2 separate regions of the Mus musculus genome follow, and region 2 is linked to region 1. Evidence: chromatin contacts called from public promoter capture Hi-C data. All regions are on one chromosome and are shown on one strand. Each heading gives the region's core, a stretch centred on a gene start, on an enhancer-like site or on the middle of the called end of the contact. The rest is flanking DNA. Distances are from core to core; before and after follow the strand shown. Region 1 holds the start of Ddhd2 (DDHD domain containing 2). Region 2 holds the start of Nsd3 (nuclear receptor binding SET domain protein 3).

What was found. Capture Hi-C pulls out chosen DNA fragments and counts their contacts.
Region 2: a promoter capture Hi-C map of liver shows a contact between it and region 1. The contact joins the promoter of Nsd3 here to the promoter of Ddhd2 in region 1. A contact is called at or near these places in 4 of 39 promoter capture datasets (cranial neural crest, hematopoietic stem and progenitor cells, liver and 1 more), 1 of 115 datasets of contacts at active chromatin or transcription factors (embryonic stem cells) and 3 of 9 other capture datasets (adipose tissue, embryonic stem cells and liver).

Annotation. Positions count from the first base shown.
Region 1 is chr8:25,752,157-25,755,877 of GRCm38.p6, forward strand. Ddhd2 (DDHD domain containing 2) reads right to left here and starts at 2,124. Exons shown (of 18, transcript NM_028102.1): 1 at 2,030-2,124; 2 at 792-1,017; 3 at 1-134. The coding sequence starts at 1,011. Gm17484 (predicted gene, 17484) reads left to right here and starts at 2,324. Exons shown (of 2, transcript NR_154462.1): 1 at 2,324-2,563.
Region 2 is chr8:25,638,975-25,642,695 of GRCm38.p6, forward strand. Nsd3 (nuclear receptor binding SET domain protein 3) reads left to right here and starts at 1,603. Exons shown (of 23, transcript NM_001081269.2): 1 at 1,603-2,351. The coding sequence starts at 1,647.

The DNA of each region.
Region 1 (3,721 bases), core at 874-3,373:
CTTGTAAAACCACGTACACCGTCTCACTTCCGATGGCAGCTCGTCCCAGTACACAGCATACCGCATCCGCTCCCCTAAATGAACATCATATCTGCCCCCATCGGTGGGAACAATCCTCTCATTACAATCTTTTCCTATCAAGAATTGCAAAAAAGAAAAGAAGTCCACTATGTCACAACAACTCTCCCAAATACACTTGTAAGTTACAGTCCAAAACAGCCACAGGAGCTGTACACAGGCTCCACTTGGCTACATCAGAAACAGAATTTGGTTCCTAGGTTTTTTTTTTTTTCACTCATCCTTTTTCTTTTTTTTTGCTCATATTTTTTTCATGAGTAATTTTTAGTATTTCAAACCAATTATATTTTAATGAAAAAAGCAAATACTAGCTGAACATTTTTCCTCTTCTAAGACAATAATGCCTCTTATACACACTTATACACACACACTCACAGTCTCATACAGATACATACATAGATTTTTTCTGAAGTTTTTACTTGGATTAAAGGCAAATTAATAGCAATTATGATATATCCTCACTAACACTTTGTTACATGAGAACAAAAGCGACATGTTAGCTCAGTCTGCAATGTGACGACTCTACACACAAACTTTCTGACTAAAAAGTCAAACACAAGCTAGAATAGAGAAAAATACTTGATAACTATGCAGAAATTTAATACAGTTTTAAAAGGATGAAAATGGTGTAATTCTGAAATTTCATGTTAGTGGCTATCACAGTAGAGGATATTACTTGTTAGTTTTTATTAGAGTCATCAGTTTCTTCCTACCAGAGCCATATGCGTCTTCCAGCTGCTGTGAATCCTCAGAGTTGAAAGGAATCCAGAGCTCCTTGGAATCTAGTACCTTACAATAAAACCAATGTGGAGAAACGGGTTCATAGGAACTACTGGCGTCCATGTCTATGAGTTCGAAGGAACTACAAGAGTTCGGGGATGGGGACGGATCTGACTGAGACAGCTGCTCCTGGTGTGATTCCCCCGATGACATTTCGCTCTAGAAGACAAAATAAAAAAAACTATCAGGAGAATTATTTTGCATCTATTAACACTGTAATGTTCATATGCTCAATAACCATTTTTGGAAGCTGTTCTTGAAAACAGCAATATTTAAAAGCTACATAATTTTTATACACACACAATTATTTGGGGAGAGAAACAAAATGTTCAGCTCCATCATTCTATACTGAGCTTCCAATTCTCCTTAGAAAACTAAAAAATGTCTAATCATACAACAAGCTCTTTAGAAAACCCAGAAATGTCAAGAAACACACGGTCAAAACTGATTGCAACAGGGTGTTTTACCACAATTTTCACAATAAAAGTAGCAGCACCAGCGAAGGCTGGAAATTTCCTACCTCCAGGTGTGCACACTACAAACCATTTAGTGTGTCAGACAGTAATAACAGGTAGGTTTAAGGCCCCAGGCTCTATTGTACATTTCTAATTACACACACATTTACATAACTATTGGAATCTTACTATACAGAAAACAGAACTAATCGCTTAAGAACCATTTTGGCTGATCCTCCCAGTGTGCTTCAATACGGGCTCTGGTACATTTAACGCCCAAACAGAAACTTTGCCTGCAGGCTATAGCTGCGCATCGACCCACCGAGACGCAGAGCCAGAGTTTCGGATGAAAAGTGACAAATGACCTCAACTGCCCCCGGGGCGATGGATGTCGGGCGAGTTCCCACCGACCCCAGCACTAAAGCACCCGGCGGACTAGCGCTGCAGACATAGAAGCAGAACCCAAAAGCCCAGGACGGGAGATGGACGAGCGGCATCGCTGCACCGGGCACGGTCGGACCGCACAGCTCAGGAACCAACACTCCCCGGGCCTCCCCGTTATCCTCCCGAGACCTCGGCCTGCTCCCGCCGCCAGCTCGGGGCTCCGAGTTCGGGATCTAGGAGAGCAGCCGAGCCGTCCACGGATGCCCCGGGATACCGTGCACACTGGAGCCTCTCCACCCCCGGCTCGCCCCGGCCCAGGCTCCCGCGCGGACCTGGACTCGCTCGTCCACACCGCCGCTCGCGCTCTCAGCCCTCGCGGAGGGAGCCCGGGCCACATCGCCGCTGCAGCCTACCTCCCAAGCCGGGCGGGGCGGACGGGCGGAGCCTGCGGCCGCGCCCCAATCCCCACACCGCGGGCTCCTCAGCGCTCCAGCGGAGGAGAGCAGTGCGCCCGCGGAGGCTGCGCTCCCGGTGAGAGCCGGAGGCGCAGAAAGATCCTCCGAAGTGTCGCGAGATGTGCGGTGAGGACTGGGGGACTCGCGCGAGACCTGGCTCCTCCTGCGGGCAGACGTCGGGCGCCGGGCACGCGCCGGGCACGCGCTAGGGGCGTGGGGGACACGCACGGGAGGCCTTGCCTGCGCTGAGGCTTTGAAGGAGGAAAATCGGACCTTCTGACCCCTCATGGGTCCCGGCAACCCCGGTGGGCAGGACTGGGGTGACTGAAGGCTCTGTCTGTCTGTCTGTCCTCCATTCCCTCCCTCTATTTGGATTGAGAGGCTGTCAAAGTTATCCCTAAAGCCTAAGAGGTGAGTCTGACAGAATACGGATGCTGTAAGAGGCAGCAAATGAGGTTTTTGTTTGTTGGCTTTTTTGTTTTTTGTTTTTGACCTAGTTGATGTAGGGTGATGGCGGTGGCTATTCACGTAAGCCCAGCGCTCTGGAGACTGGCAGGGCTAGAGATGCGGATTGTCGCTGGAGCGCCTGACTAGCAGGTGCCACGGGAAGGAAAGACAAGAGGCTTTGCTGGTTTCTAACTTGATTATAAGACAAGGCTTCGAGATTTTTTTTTTCCCCCAGAAACTGAGAAGGAACAAAACGTGGACTTTTTTTTTTTTTAAAAAAACCACATAGTCTCTGCAAGTCAACACCTACACACCAATATCTGCACGTTAATGTAACACCATTTTTTGTGTGATTTTTTTTGTTGTTGTTTTGTGATGGCCTTGCTATGAAGCCCCATATTGGTCTCCGACCTTTAAAAATTACTACATTTATATATTTGTCTGTGTGTGTGTGTTAGGGTTTCTGTTCCTGCACAAACATCATGACGAAAAAGCAAGTTGGGGAGGAAAGGGTTTATTCAGCTTACATTTCCACATTGCTGTTCATCACCAAAGGAAGTCAGGACTGGAACCCAAGCAGGTCAGGAAGCAGGAGCTGATGCAGAGGCCATGGTGGGATGTTCTTTACTGGCTTGCCTCACCTGGCTTGCTCAGCCTGCTCTCTTATAGAACCCAAGACTACCCGCCAGGGATGGTCCCACCCACAAGGGGCCTTTCCCCCTTGATCACTAATTGAGAAAATGCCTTACAGCTGGATCTCACTGAGGCATTTCCTCAAGGGAGGCTACTCTCTCTGTGACAACTCCAGCCTATGTCAAGTTGACACACAAAACCAGCCAATGCAGTGTGTGTGTGTGTGTCATGTATGTGCTGCTTCATGTGTAGAATTCAGAGAATAACTTTCAGGTATCAGCTCTCCTTTCACTGTAGGGGTCCTGGGAATCAAACTCATGCCTTGTCCCAAGGGATTGTGCGTGCAGTCACGCTAGGCCACACTGGAAACCCTCCCCCCATTTGGGGGGCAGGAGCAGGGTGTCCTTAACACTGATATTTTAAAACATTTTAGATTTATTTTACTATGTGTGTATATAATGTGTGTGTCTGGTGCCTGTGGAGGTCAGG
Region 2 (3,721 bases), core at 353-2,852, 110 kb before region 1:
GGTGGATAAGATTCAAAAAGTACATTGTTAGGTTTTGTTTCCCTCCCTGATCTGCAGTTTTGAGTTTGGTAAGTACTAGATACTACTTAAACAAAGAAGGTAGACACTGTTAACCATAGAATTGTCTGTATGCCTCAAAAGCCTTCACAATATTCCAAACATCTAAAATCAGCTTCTCAGAGTTAGTACAGTAATAAAACCTGTTTGTTTTATAGATGAAAATGTAAAAATAGTATCTGAACTATTCATTAATGTTTTATCTTGGATGTGAACTTGCCCAAGTTCTGACAAGACAAGGTGGTCTTATTGCAGATGTGTGTCTACATTAAACATTGTTACCTAGTGTGGGCATGTTCATAGACTTGTAGTACATCGCATAATTGTATAATAAATACAGTGATGAACTACAGTGATCTAGCAAAGAACTTGCATCAAAATTAGCTGGGATGTGGTCTTAAAATACTCATGCTTTAACCCCCTACACACAGACTTTATTAAACTGGAATCTTCAAGAGTAAAATACCAGGATATGCATTTAAAAATGATTCTGCTATATATGCCACTTTAAAAACAACTAGATAATGGCCAAGAGTATAGATAACTAGACAGCTTTACACACTAGTAATATGATTATATAAATTGATAGAGTATGGCCAATAGAACAATTGTGCAGCTAGATAAAAAGTTTTAAAATCTTTCCTCTATGAATACACATATGCACAGATTTATAGTTTGATTTTTTTTCTCTTTGAGACAGAGTCTCCTTACTTATTGCTCAGTTTGCCTCCAGCTCAAGGTTTGTCTGTCTCCACCACCTCAGTCATGCACTGGCAGGCGTCTGATAGTGTACCCTGGTGAAGGGAACAGTCTTCAAGAGTGGCTATGTAGTAGTGCATGCCGGTAATCCCAGCACTCAGGGGCAGAGGTAGGAGAGTGATGACTGTGAGGACAGTGTAGGTCACATGGTGGTACCCTGACTCAAAAGGTTTTTTCTGGAGACATGTTTGTATACTAAAAACTTGTAAGCAGCTAATTGATTTATAGTACACACATGGTTGAATCTATTAAATTGATACTACAGTTTACTATATAACCGTTTAAAGAATATAGTATAATGCCACAGAGGTAGTGTATACCTTTAATCCCAGCACTAAGGAGGTAGAGGCAGACAGATCTCTGTGAGTTCGAGGCCAGCCTGATCCTTAGGGTGAGTTCCAGGACAGCCACAGCTACACAGAGAAACCCTCTCTAAAATAAAAAAAAAAAAAAAAAAAAAAAAAAGGAAGAAGGAGGAGGAGTAAAGTATACATGTGTGAAGATTACTTATGCATCCTAAAGTTGCTATGGAAGTAAGCAGGACTTTTTTCTGGATGTGGTGGTGTGTTTCTATAATCTCAGGACCTGGGAGGATGAGTCAGGAGACTCCCCAGTTTAAGGACAGCCTGGGCTCCATAGCTGATGCTATCTGCTTTATGTCAGAATGATGTAGGTTTAATGTCTGCATATCTGAATGTGAAAATTAGGTATAAAGAGCTTGTATAATCCTTGGTTGGCTTCTTGCCTATTAGAATTTTAATACTTTTTAATTCTCTTCAATTTTAGGCTCGATGAGAGAAAGGGAAAGTTAAGGATGCTGGAGCAGAACAATGGATTTCTCTTTCTCTTTCATGCAAGGGATCATGGGAAACACAATTCAGCAACCACCTCAACTCATTGACTCGGCCAACATCCGCCAGGAGGATGCCTTTGATAACCACAGTGACATTGTTGAAGATGGTGGCCCGACACCCTTTGAAGCTACTTTGCAACAAGGTTTTCAATATCCACCTACAACAGAAGACCTTCCTCCGCTCACAAATGGCTACCCACCATCAATCAGCTTGTATGAAACTCAAACCAAATACCCGCCATATAATCAGTATCCCAATGGGTCAGCCAACGGTTTTGGTGCAGTTAGAAACTTTAGCCCTACTGACTATTACCATTCAGAAATTCCAAACACAAGACCACATGAAATTCTGGAAAAACCTTCTCCTCCTCAGCCACCTCCTCTTCCTCCTCCTCCTCCTCCTCCTCCTCCTCCTCCTTCGGTACCACAAACTGTGATTCCAAAGAAGACAGGCTCACCCGAGATTAAACTAAAAATAACCAAAACTATCCAGAATGGCAGGGAATTGTTTGAGTCTTCCCTTTGTGGAGACCTCTTAAATGAAGTACAGGCAAGCGAGCACACAAAGTCTAAGCATGAAAGCAGAAAGGAAAAGAGGAAAAAGAGCAACAGACACGAGTCATCTCGATCCGAAGAGCGGAGGTCACACAAGATTCCCAAGCTAGAGCCGGAGGGACAGAATGTAAGTCCAAATGTTCTGTGTAGCTTTGTCGTCTCTGTGTTTACTGGAAGTTGGGAATCTTTTTTATGTTTTTCTTTTCAAATATGAATATTTCTAGTGAGTTCTTGCCATTGGCAAGGTGCCTGGAAATATAATGAATAAATCCTTGATGAGAAGATAATAGGCATTATTAGTGAGGAAATATCTTTAACGTTTTTGACACCGAGAGTCTTGCTTCCTTTTCTCTCCTCTCACCTCCTTCTGGGGCTTCCAAGACAGGCTTTCTCTGTTTAACCTCGCAGTCTCAGAGCTCACTCTGCACACCAGGCTGACATCCTGAGATCCATCTATCCCTGCCCCTTGAGAGGCTTCATTATTTTCACTTGTTTATATCAAACTCTTGGTTTTGGAAGATGGAGACGAAAGCCGAAGGAAAAGGGGATTTTATATCAGGCCAGGTTTGCTGCTGGAGCCTAGATATAAGATGGTTCCCACACGTTTGCTCCTCCCGGGGCTGGGGCTTGCATCTTCAGTTCTCACACTCAGAAGCAGAGGCAGATGCAGGCAGGTGGAGGGAGCCCAGCAAATTCCAGGCCAGCCAGGGCTACACAGTGAGACCCTGTCTCAAAAATAAAATACAATTAAGACACATTACTTAAACATATTGATTAGCTCTTCAAATGGAGTTTTTATCAAAGCCCATGTATACTGGTGGATTATTTTTTTTTTTTTGGTTATTAATTTCTTTAGTTTTTTTTAAGCATATTTTTTTAAAAGATTTATTTATTTAATATATGTGAGTACACTGTCACTCTCTTCAGACACCCCAGAAGAGGGTGTCAGATCTCATTACAGATGGTTGTGAGCCACCATGTGGTTGGTTGCTGGGAACTGAACTCAGGACCTCTGGGAGCACAGTCAATGAATGCTCTTAACCACTGAGCCATCTCTCCAGACCCCTCTTTAGTTTTTTTAATCCAAAGGCATGAGCCAGCATGCCCAGCTCTGGTAAATTATTTTACTATCTGAGATTTGATTGTGAATTTCATGGCAATAAGATAATAATACTAAGTATGTAGTAGAGCAGTTCTACTTATATTTCTTTTTTCTTTTCTTTTTATTTTTTTCCTTTTCTTTTTTTGTTTTTTTTGAGACAGGGTTTCTCTGTGTAGCCCTGGCTGTCCTGGAACTCACTCTGTAGACCAGGCTGGCCTCGAACTCAGAAATCTGCCTGCCTCTGCCTCCCAAGTGCTGGGATTTAAAAAGGCTTGCGCCACCACACCCTACTAGATCAGTTCTACCTTGAGTGAAAAGTTTATGATATAAACTATAGATGTTTCCTAGATATGCATTTAGGGAGAAACAAATAAATGCTTACTTTGTGATAGTTA